Linked DNA regions of Ovis aries: region 1 is linked to region 2. Evidence: chromatin contacts called from public Hi-C data. All regions are on one chromosome and are shown on one strand. Each heading gives the region's core, a stretch centred on a gene start, on an enhancer-like site or on the middle of the called end of the contact. The rest is flanking DNA. Distances are from core to core; before and after follow the strand shown. Region 1 holds the start of RNGTT (RNA guanylyltransferase and 5'-phosphatase). Region 2 holds the start of UBE2J1 (ubiquitin conjugating enzyme E2 J1).

What was found. A called contact is a pair of places that touch in the nucleus more often than the background predicts.
Region 1: a Hi-C map of liver shows a contact between it and region 2, with 3 times the contacts expected there. The contact joins the promoter of RNGTT here to the promoter of UBE2J1 in region 2. A contact is called at or near these places in 10 of 16 Hi-C or Micro-C datasets (blood, hypothalamus, liver and 5 more).

Annotation. Positions count from the first base shown.
Region 1 is chr8:48,471,136-48,476,301 of ARS-UI_Ramb_v3.0, forward strand. It overlaps RNGTT (RNA guanylyltransferase and 5'-phosphatase), which reads left to right and starts at 3,646. Exons shown (of 16, transcript XM_027972440.3): 1 at 3,646-3,886. The coding sequence starts at 3,823.
Region 2 is chr8:48,178,080-48,183,445 of ARS-UI_Ramb_v3.0, forward strand. UBE2J1 (ubiquitin conjugating enzyme E2 J1) reads left to right here and starts at 1,627. Exons shown (of 9, transcript XM_060419572.1): 1 at 1,627-1,762; 2 at 2,409-2,737.

The DNA of each region.
Region 1 (5,166 bases), core at 2,396-4,895, 300 kb after region 2:
TTTCCATTGCAGGGAGCCCCTGTTCAGTCCCTGGTCAAAGAAACTAGATCCCACGTGCTGCAACTAAAAAAAACAAAAACAAAAACAAAAACCCTACAACTAAACATCCCTCATGTCGGCTGGAAGATCCTATATGCCATAACTAAGACCTGGTGAAGCCAGGTGAGGGAGGGGAGTCACAGGGTATCTGATCAGCTTATGCATCATTTTCTTATTGGCTGATGTTGATGTTACAGGGGTTAACATTATCAATCCTCAGGCTCCTGTAGGTTAGGGGGCTACATGCTCTAGTCATAATGTACTGTTATGTTCTATGTTATTATATTAGCTTAATGGGGGTTTTATTTTTTTGGCTACTCTGAGAGGCTTGCAGCATCTTAGCCCCCTGATCAGGGATCAAATCTGTGGGCACCCTGCAGTGGAAGTGTGGAGCCCTAACTACCAGACTGCCAGGTAGTTCCGTTGATGGGGGTTTTAGCATCTGTAGAACAACTCAGAAAATGCACATGAGATGTTCAGAGAGGAGGTTAAGCAGAGGACATGGTGGGAGGGGTCTGTCCCAGGAAGGATACTGCTGGGTTCCACTTGCAGTATTCAAAAAAAGGGAGGGACAAGGAAGGCGATTTTTAAGACCTGTGTTGCAGTTTCTGACTTTTCAGAAAAACGGAATGGTTCTCTAAAAAAGGAAGACATAGAGCAGCCAAATTCCTGGGATTCGGAAGGACTTATGTTTCTGCAAGTTTGGATGTGCCTCCAGAAGTCATGGTGGGTATCATGGATTGAATTGTCCCAAAAGATATGTTTAATTTCTGACCTTGTACTTTTGAGTGTGGCTTTATTTGGAAGTAGGTTTTTGCAGATGGAATCTTGATGAGTTTACACAGGATGGGGCTGGAATTCAATGGATAGACTGGAAATTTGGACATAGCCCCACATAGAGAGGGCTTCCCAGGTGGTGCTAGTGGTAAAGAATCCACTTACCAATGCAGAAGACATAAGAGACATGGGCTCTATCTTTGCGACTTACAGCTTGGAACCAGGTGGTGTTGTTGTTGTTCAGTCACCCAGTCGTGTCTGACTCTTTGCAACCCCATGGACTACAGCACACCAGGCCTCCCTGTCCTTCACCAACTCCTGGAGCTTGCTCAAACTCATGTCCATTGAGTCTGTGATGACATCCAACCATCTCATCCTCTGTTGTCCCCTTCTGCTCTTGCCTTCAATCTTCCCCAGCATCAGGGTCTTTTTCAATGAGTCAGCTCTTCTCATCAGATGGCCAAAGTATTGGAGTTTCAGCTTCAGCGTCAGTCCTTCCAATGAATATTCAGGACTGATTTCCTTTAGGATTGACTGGTTTGATCTCCTTGCAGTCCAAGGCACTTTCAAGAGTCTTCTCCAACACCACAGTTCAAAAGCATCAATTTTTTGGTATTCAGGTTTCTTAATGGTCCAGCTCTCATATCCATATAGTACTACTGGAAAAACTATAGCTTTGACTGTAGGGACCTTTGTTGGTAAAGAAATGTTTCTGCTTTCTTTAGGTTAAATTCCTGTGATGACAAGGAGACAGGGGGGTGCCATCTTTCTTCCTGTTTACAAAGAGGTGGCTCTCTAGACCTTGAGAAAAGTTCTTGGGTTGTAAAGCAGGCAAGAGGCTTACTGAGCTGTTCAAAAGACTTATATATAGGTATCAAAGCGATGGGGCAGGATTTACAAATAAAAGTTTTTGAAAGAAAATGTTCTAGGAAAGGGGAAAGTCTTTTTCCTTTTTGTCAACAGGGAAAATTCAATCTTATTTACCCCTACTCTCACCTCTCTGCCGTTTTCCAAGAGGAAAAAGAGATGCCCATAGAGTGACCAACATGAGTCCTCCCTGGCTTTCTGGAACCACAAACACATTCTCATTAACATGTCTTGACTTCCTCTTTGCTCCAACTCCACTCTGCCAGCAGACACTAGAATTGGCCATCATCTAGGCAGATTGCTGGTTTGTAAGGCAACTGAGTCTTATCTTTTCCTGTTAGCAGAGGACTGTTACTTTCACTAAAAGGTCTCAACAGATATAACAGCCAGACAGACCAAGGGTGCCAACTAATTCAGGCTCTCTCAAACATAGACAGCCCCTTTCTATGGGGAGAATTCTGATCATATTGAGAGGGCCCAGGCATTTGGGAGCTGAGCAGTCCCACAAGTTTCTCACCAGCACTTTAACATCAGATCCCCAACCTCCAGGATCTAATGCCTGATGATCTAAGGTGGAGTCGGTGTCATAATAATAGAAATAAAAGTGCACAATGAATGAAATGTGCTTGAATCATCCTGAAACCAACCCCCTCTCCCCAGCCTGGTTCGTGGAAAAACTGTCTCTCATGAAATTGGTCAAAAAGGTTGAGGACCAGTGCTTTAACACGCATTCCCTGCCCTGTCCCAAACCGCATTCTCTTGCAGTTCAAATACAGCACTGATATTTAAAACCAACCTGTTAACACTATAATTAACTTGCCGGCATCCAGCTTTATATTTAATACTTTAACTAAATTAGTCTGGTAGCCATAGAAAGTCTTATTACAGGACAGTTTATAAAATGAGCTCCCAATCGCCTGGAATTGGAAGATGCTTCCAATTTGGTAAGCCAAATTGAGAACACTGCCGCGTAGCGGTACTCCACTGAGCAATTCCTGCCTTTGCTAATTACACACATTAGTTGGTAACTTTCAGACTCCCAAATACACTATAAAACTGCTCCAGAAATGTAGAAACAAAACTCATAAAGCACGGTTTGGGGTTAATTTCAGATGCTTCATGGATCCCTAGAAACACATCCCCAAAGAGAAATCCCTCATTTCTGGTGCTCCAATCTCTCGCCCTTAGATTTTCTCTAAAGCTTGTTCCGCTAATCCAAGTCAGGAAGAACTTTTCAAATTCCCAATCAAATCCAGATCCTGCCGAAACGCCAAACTTGGCCGAAAAATGGGCGATCAGACTCTTGGGGTATGAAGGCAGCGGGAAAGCCCCTTTCGTCAGTAAAACAGATAGATGCCTTAACGAAATCTGCGGACCACTCTACGCCTGGAAAGAGGCTTGGTTTCATTCTCCAGGGTTTCCATCGGCTGTCGAGACAGAAATGTAAAGAACGGTAGTTCTGCGGTATCTCGTACTATGGCAGCAGCTGCTGCTGCTGCTAAGTCACTTCAGTCGTGTCCGACTCTGTGCGACCCCATAGACGGCAGCCCACCAGGCTCCTCCGTCCCTGGGATTCTCCAGGCAAGAACACTGGAGTGGGTTGCCATTTCCTTCTCCAATGCATGAAAGGGAAAAGTGAAAGTGAAGTCGCTCGGTCGTGTCTGACTCTTAGCGACCCCATGGACTGCAGCCTACCAGGCTCCTCCGTCCATGAGATTTTCCAGGCAAGAGTATCGGAGCAGGGTGCCTTCTCCCACTATAGCAGCCGAGCCTGTGCAAAGCCGCCCACAGAGCCCTCCGAGATCTGGGCGGGGCGGGGCGAGGGAAGACCCGCCCCTTCCATTCGCCTTGGCCTTAACTCCTTCCCATCCCTCCGCCAGCTTCTCTTTTTCACCTCTGACCTCGGAAAGAAGTGGGTGGGGCCTTTGGGGGCGGAAGTGGCGGTGCATTGTGGGCTCGTCTAGAGTTGAGCCTGAATGGAAGTGGCGCGCCGCCGCTGACATTACCGCGTCCGAGCGGCTAGGGTTCGGACGCCGTCCGGGATTCGGGTACCTCAGACCTCCGGTTCAGAGCGGACCGCGAGGAGGCGGCCGCTAGGCCGAGCGTTGGTGGAGGGGCGACTGTGCGCGGCCCCAAGACATGGCTCACAACAAGATCCCGCCGCGGTGGCTAAACTGTCCGCGGCGCGGCCAGCCGGTGGCAGGTAACCGGGACTGGGGTGTTCGAGTCCCCGCGCACGGGCGGGTCCGGGGGTGGGCTGAGGAGGTGCAGCTTTCGGTAGTGGTGTTTCAGGACCGAGATGCGCTTGGTCCGATGAAGCTTCGTGGATGAATATTTGGGAACCTGGACTGGAGGGAATAGGGGCACTTGTCATTCTTCAGTAAGGCTAAATGTTGCGAACAGGAAGGTAGATAGGCGGTTTCTGTGTGGCAGGAACTGAGGACACAAGAACTCGAGGGGCAGTACTTTGAAGCTTAGTCAAGAGTTTTGTAAACCTTTCAGGGTTCTCGGAAGGGTGTGGGTCTTGAGATGAAGGAGGGCTTAAGAGGAGGAAGGGCAGTTCCCAGTGGTGAAATTGATCCACACCGAGACTGGAGGTTTTTGTTTTGCTTAGTTTTAAAAAATCTTGTCTTTGTTTTTTTAAGAATGACTTTTGAGGACTTTTTCATCTTTGAGTTTGACCCAACAGACTTTAAATTTAAAGTGTACAGTTGGATAAATTTTGACTCCCGCATACCCCCTATGAAACACAAGAATGAAACACAGGATAGTGAACATAATCATCACCTCTTCAGGTTTCCTCCAGCCCTTGATAATCCCTCTCTCTGCAGGCAACCGGTGATCTGCTCTCTGTCACTATAGATTTAGTTTGCGTTTTGTATAATTTTTAAAATAAATGGAAACATACTCTCTTTCGGGGACTATCTCTGGCATCTTTCACTCAGCATTATTATTTTGAGATTTATATGTGTGCTTGTGTGTGTCATTAACTCATCCCTTATTACTGCCAAGTAGTAGTCTATTGTTACAGCTACACCAGTTTAAATTAGATTTGTTTATTCATTCATTCATTGATGGTCCTTTGGGTTTTCAGTTTCTGGCTGTTGCATACTAACTTACTATGAACATTCCTGTGCAGTTCTTTGTATGGGCATATGTTTTCTTTTCCCCTGTGTAAATCTTTAGGAGAGGGATGGATCATACAGTAGGTGTACATTTAACCTTTCAAAAAACTGCCAAACTCTTTTCAAAGTCCTAACATTTTGCATTCCTGCCTATCTGTATGAGGATTCTTCTTTGCTCCATATCCTAACACTTAATTTGGTCAGTCTTTTTAATATTACCCATTCTTTACCAACTGAGCTCTTAGGGTAGCCCCAATAGGGGCTTAGTACTGTCTTATTGTGGTTTGATGTTGAGCATCTTTTCATGTGCTTCTTGGCAGTTCACATATCTTCTTTTGCAAAATGTCCAAATCTTTTG
Region 2 (5,366 bases), core at 377-2,876:
AGGCACTACTTTTCCCTTATGAGTTCTTGGCTGAAACCCCTTGCAACAGACAAATGAACAAAAGAAGGAACAAGCTGAGTATGTCCCTGAGTCGCTACCAAAGATTAATAGTATCTTCAGCTAAAGACAGAAGAAAGCTGTAGGGGGATTGAAGGCGGCCAGTAATGAAAGGGCACAGGGAAACAGGGATAAAGGTTGTTTCGAAGATTTGTTAGTACCTCCTCCATCAACTTTCTCAGACACTGGTGGCTCAGGCCATAAAGAATCCACCTGCAATGCGGAAGACCTGGATTCGATCCCTGGGTTGGGAAGATTCCCCTGCAGGAGGGTATAGCAACCCTCTCCGGTATTCTCGCCTGGCAAATCCCCTTGGACAGAGGAGCCTGGTGGGCTACAGTCCAGGGGTTGCAAAGAGTCCATGGGGTCGAAAGAAGACACAACTGAGCGACTAAGCACAGCACAGCAAAAAAAATGTTTTAAAAAACGTGAATTTCCCTTCAGTTCAGTTCAGTCACTCAGTCGTGTCCGACTCTTTGCGGCCCCTTAGGAAACGATAAATTATACTCTATTTTCAGAGATTTTCTTGTGCCTGCTCTTTCTCAAAAATATTCAGCTCAAGATAATCCTTATGCCAAAGAGGTATATTTTGGGGTGGCATATTGTTACCTTTCAAAAAGAAAGTTTTCTATTTTTATATAACAAAATAAAATTTGCCCAGCCTGGTTAACCCTCTTCATTCCACATAGAATTCTCTCCTTCCCTCTTCATCCTCTCCGTCGTCCCAATCCCCCCTCTTTTCCTAAATCCTTGTCCCTTTTTACGTCTTTTTCGTGACGTCAGTTTCTACAATGAAGCCCGAAATGTGTTCTTTGAGGGGATACCTTTCATATATGTATGCTTCCGAACCCGATTCAATTCTTTTTAAAAAATCTCCCCAAATGCTTAACTAACTGCCTTGCACCCAAGCATATTTGTCTGGGGGAAAAAAAAATGTTATAAAAACCCTTCTCATTCTCTTATCACTGGATTTCTCCTTTCCTGCTTAACTGTTTCCACCTCAAACAGCTACCGATCTGAAAACAAAGCACTTGGCGTAGCCGGCCCACACGGGCGACGGGCTGGGGTGGCTCTGAACTGGTCTCGAGGACCTGGGCCCAGATCCACCCGCAGCGAGGGCGGTCGGGGCGTTTCGGGCCGCGCCTTTCCGCGGGAAGTCCCGCAAGCGCCTGGGGAGCCCGGGTGGGCCCGGGCAAGGCTAAGACCTGAGCGCCGTCCGCTCCTGCAGATCCGGGAGTGCGCTTCGCGGGACCGGGGAGGTGACCAGCGGCCGAGCCGCGCCCCCGCCACGAAGCGACTGCCACGTCAGGACAACTTCACAAAACCTGGGCGAGGGCGGGTGACGCAGGCCGGGCGGCCGTGGCGGCTTTGGGCCCGCGGCCAGACGAGGAGGCTGACCTCCAGCCCAGCCCCGGCTTCAGCGACACCCCGGCCGGCGCCGGCGCCTGCCCGGCCCTCTGGGAGGCGGGGGAGCAGCGCAGGAGGCGGCGCCACCGCGGAGCCCGCGCCCTCCCGCCCCGCCCGCAGTCCCGGCCTGGGCGGGGCGGCCACCGCGGAGGCTCCTCGGCCAGACCCGGTCGGCCCGAACCGAGTTGAGACGCGGGAGTCGGCGGCGCGGAGAGGCGGCGACGGCGGCGGCGGGCCGGGAGGCTGGAGCCGGGCCAGCCCCCCGCCATGGAGACCCGCTACAACCTGAAGAGTCCGGGTGAGCGGGGCTGTGGGCAGGGGGCGGTGCCGCACGGTGAGCGCGATGGGGGAGTGACCCCGGACCCCGGGGACCCGCGCCGCGGTCCCCTCGCGTCGGCCGCCACTCGCCGCTCCGCTCCCGGTTCCGCGCTCTACGCCAGCCCGCCGCCTGCCGGGCTGGTGCAGGCCGCGGAGCCGGGCGGGCCGGCAGGCACAAAACCTGGGGTCTCCCTTCCGCACCCCGACTGCCCTTCCCTCATTTTCGCCACGTAGAACTGGGTTATCAGCTCGTCCCCGAGAACAGGTGTAATGGTGACGGCCGTGAGTAATAGAAATAGAGATCAACCCCTTGCCCTACCTGCGCCTTGAACACGGTCGTTAGCTCTTCTCCGTCGCCGCCACCGGACTTTTATTAGCTGTTTGACTCACTCTCATTTGAGGATTTCGTTTAAACGTCCTGTTTGCAGCCTTTGGGGCAAATAGAATTACAGACATAAAGGAAATGTTCCGGACTAAAGCGGTTAACCAAAAAGCTAAGAAAACTAGTTGAGCCATGTACTTTAGAACTAACCAAGATTTTAGCCATACTGGTATGATGTATGTATGTCTCTGTTCAGGCATAGAAACTTCTCTTCCTGTCTTTAATACCCCTGCTTCATTCACAGAAGCAGCCAAACAATCCTAGCCTCAAATACTTTTCTGGTGTATAATAAAGAAGCGGGCTTCCCTGATGGCTCAGCGATAAAGAATCCGCCTGCCAGTGCAGGAGACGCGGGTTGCATTCTGGTCCGGAAGATCCCCTGGAGGAGGAAATGGCAACCCACTCCAGTGTTCTTGCCTGGAGAATCCCGTGGACAGAGGAGCCTGGCGGGCTACAGTCCAAGGGGTCGCGAAAGAGTCAGAAACGACTTAGTGACTAAACAACAAAATTAAGAAGCACGAAAAGGAAGCAGCTCTCAGATTAAGACAGGCTTCAAACAAACCTTTGGATTCTGTAAGTGGTATTGGATTTGTACCTTGATAAATTTGTTCAGAGGGAGAAACTCCACACTTCAGGTCTAAATAATCCTAATAAAGGATTTTAGTGATGGTTTGGCCAACCTTTATTGGTTCTTTTTTTTGTTTTTCCTTCCGAAGAAGCGACTTCTCAGTAAGAATCAGCAAGATTAACATGCTCATGGAGAGAGTTGATACTGTGAATCTTGGATTTTTTTTTAATGACTTAAAAACATAACAAAAACTGAAGAAAAGCCTGAGGATACTGATTGAACAGAGCTTTGTTAACTTGAGTTCTGTCAGGCTAAGAAACGTTCTCCGGTAACCAAGAATCAGTCATAACGTTTGGGGGAGCCATAGACTTAAAAAAAAAAAAAATCCGCGGAAGGGTCTGGACTCTCCAAGAAATACGTTTATAGGATTCAATTTCAGTGGATTCACCACCCCTGCCATCCTCAACCCATCTCCTAAGCCAGGGGGAATAAAGGGAGATGAAAGAGAACGAGGGAAAGAAAAGCTTAATTTTAAGATTAGATGGTGGAATGCTTAGAATGTGAAAATTGTGCTAGATTTTAATAAAAATATGTGGGGAAAATGTAGGGTGACTGTTCGGTCACATGGTACCAAGTTCCTTGAGACAGCCGAGGTATTTAGTGGAATGTCCAGAGAATAATGAAAATGAGTAATAGTGCAGTTTGGAATGGAGTGTTGGTGGGTCCCAAGAGAGTGTTGTCAGAGGACTTTGCTGAATTTTGATAGGTTATTGTACCCGAGACTGTGATAAGCTTTTAAAATTCTTAAGAATTCTTTTCTGTTTCTACACTGTATGACTTACTGTAAGGTAGGTACTGGTTGAGCTTTCTTTGGTAGACATGCTTCTAGCTGTATAATAAATTGCTTCGTCTTTTCGGTTTCATTTCCTCAGAGGTAGTGCTATTGTTCTAAAGAAGAGTTTTTTTAAACTTTTGGTTTAATTCTACAGATCATTTGGTGTTCACAGAAAAAGTGAATTAGCCGAAATATGGAACTTATTGAAAGTGCGGAAAGCATAGTGAAAATGTTTTCTTTTTTTGAAAATGTTTTTTTTGTTTTTTTTCTGTCTTGTAATACTTTTTAAGGTAATGAATGCATGAAAGGAAGTGGTTAAAAACGCTGCACAATGTAAGAGCTATAACCCTTTTTCTATCTGACGTGGAATTGTCTTAGAGATATGGATGGGACAATTAAGACAATACAAATAACTGGTTAAAGGCCAGTTTGTTAGCATATGGATAGTAAATTTGTTCATTTTATAGATGGAACAATGTATTTTTAATGATTTTTCTAGAATGGACCTGTGATAATGGGCAGAACTCTATGTGAGGTTACCTCTTAAGCCTCTGACTACCCTGTCAGTAGTTGCTTCTGGATCAGGCACCCTGCTCTCTTTTTTGGGTCTCTTCTGGTCTAAGTATCAGGGTCTCAGAGTACAAAGTAAGGGGACATAAAGTATAAAGAACTTCCTGTGGCAAGATTTCTTCAGAAGGGCCCTATCTGCTCGTTCAGCAGATGGTTGGCATATAAGAAATTGGTGCAAAGGCACCCATTACCTCCATCAGAAATATAGGAGTTACTCTATCCATGGGCTTCCCTGGTGACTCAGTGGTAAAGAACCTGCCTGCAGTGCAGGAGCCACAGGAGACATGGGTTCAGTCCCTAGGTCAGGAAGATCCCCTGGAGGAGGGCATGGCAACCCACTCAAATATTCTTGCTTGGAGAATCTCGTGGACAGAGGAGCCTGGCGGGTTACAGTCCATGGAATTGCAAAGAGTAGGATACGACTGAAGTGACCGAGCACACACTTACTCTGTCCATACCCAGGATATCTACTGCCCCTTCACGCTAATCATTCTCAAGTTTTCATGTCCGATTTAAACCCTTCTGCTAGGCTATAGATACACAGAACTTACTGGTGATTTAACATCTTTACCTAGATTTCCCACAAACTACCCCCTGCCAAAAATCTCTACAAAGTGTAAAAACCAGATCTCAGGAATTGACAGCCCCCAGGAACCCATGGGAGTCATCTTTGAGATCTTGGTCTACTTTTTTATTCCACTCCCTACCCTGAAACACACACAAATACATGCATTTCCATGCGGGCACCAGTGAACAAAGTCACATATATCTAATCAGTTACTGTCCATCATCACCAGATCAGTTGAAACAAAATAAAAACTGATTAGGTCAGTCCTCAAATTGGCAAAATTTTAATAGCTTCCTGGTGAAAGTGAAAGTTGCTCAGTTGTTTCCAACTCTGTAACCCCATGGACTCTATAGTCCATGGAATTCTCCATGGCAGAATACTGGAGTGGGTAGCCATTCCCTTCAGGGGATCTTCCCAACCCAGGGATTGAACCCAGGTCTCCTGCATTACAGGCGAATTCTTTACCAGCTGAGCCACCAGGGAAGCCCCCTCAAATTGACAAAATTTTAATAGCTTCCTTGTAGCTATGGATAAAGTTCAAAGTAGACTTCCCTGGTAGCTCAGCTGGTAAAGAATCTGCTTGCAATGCAGGAGACCCCTGTTCTATTCCTGAGTCAGGAAGTTTCCCTGGAGAAGGGATAGGCAACCCACTCTAGTATTC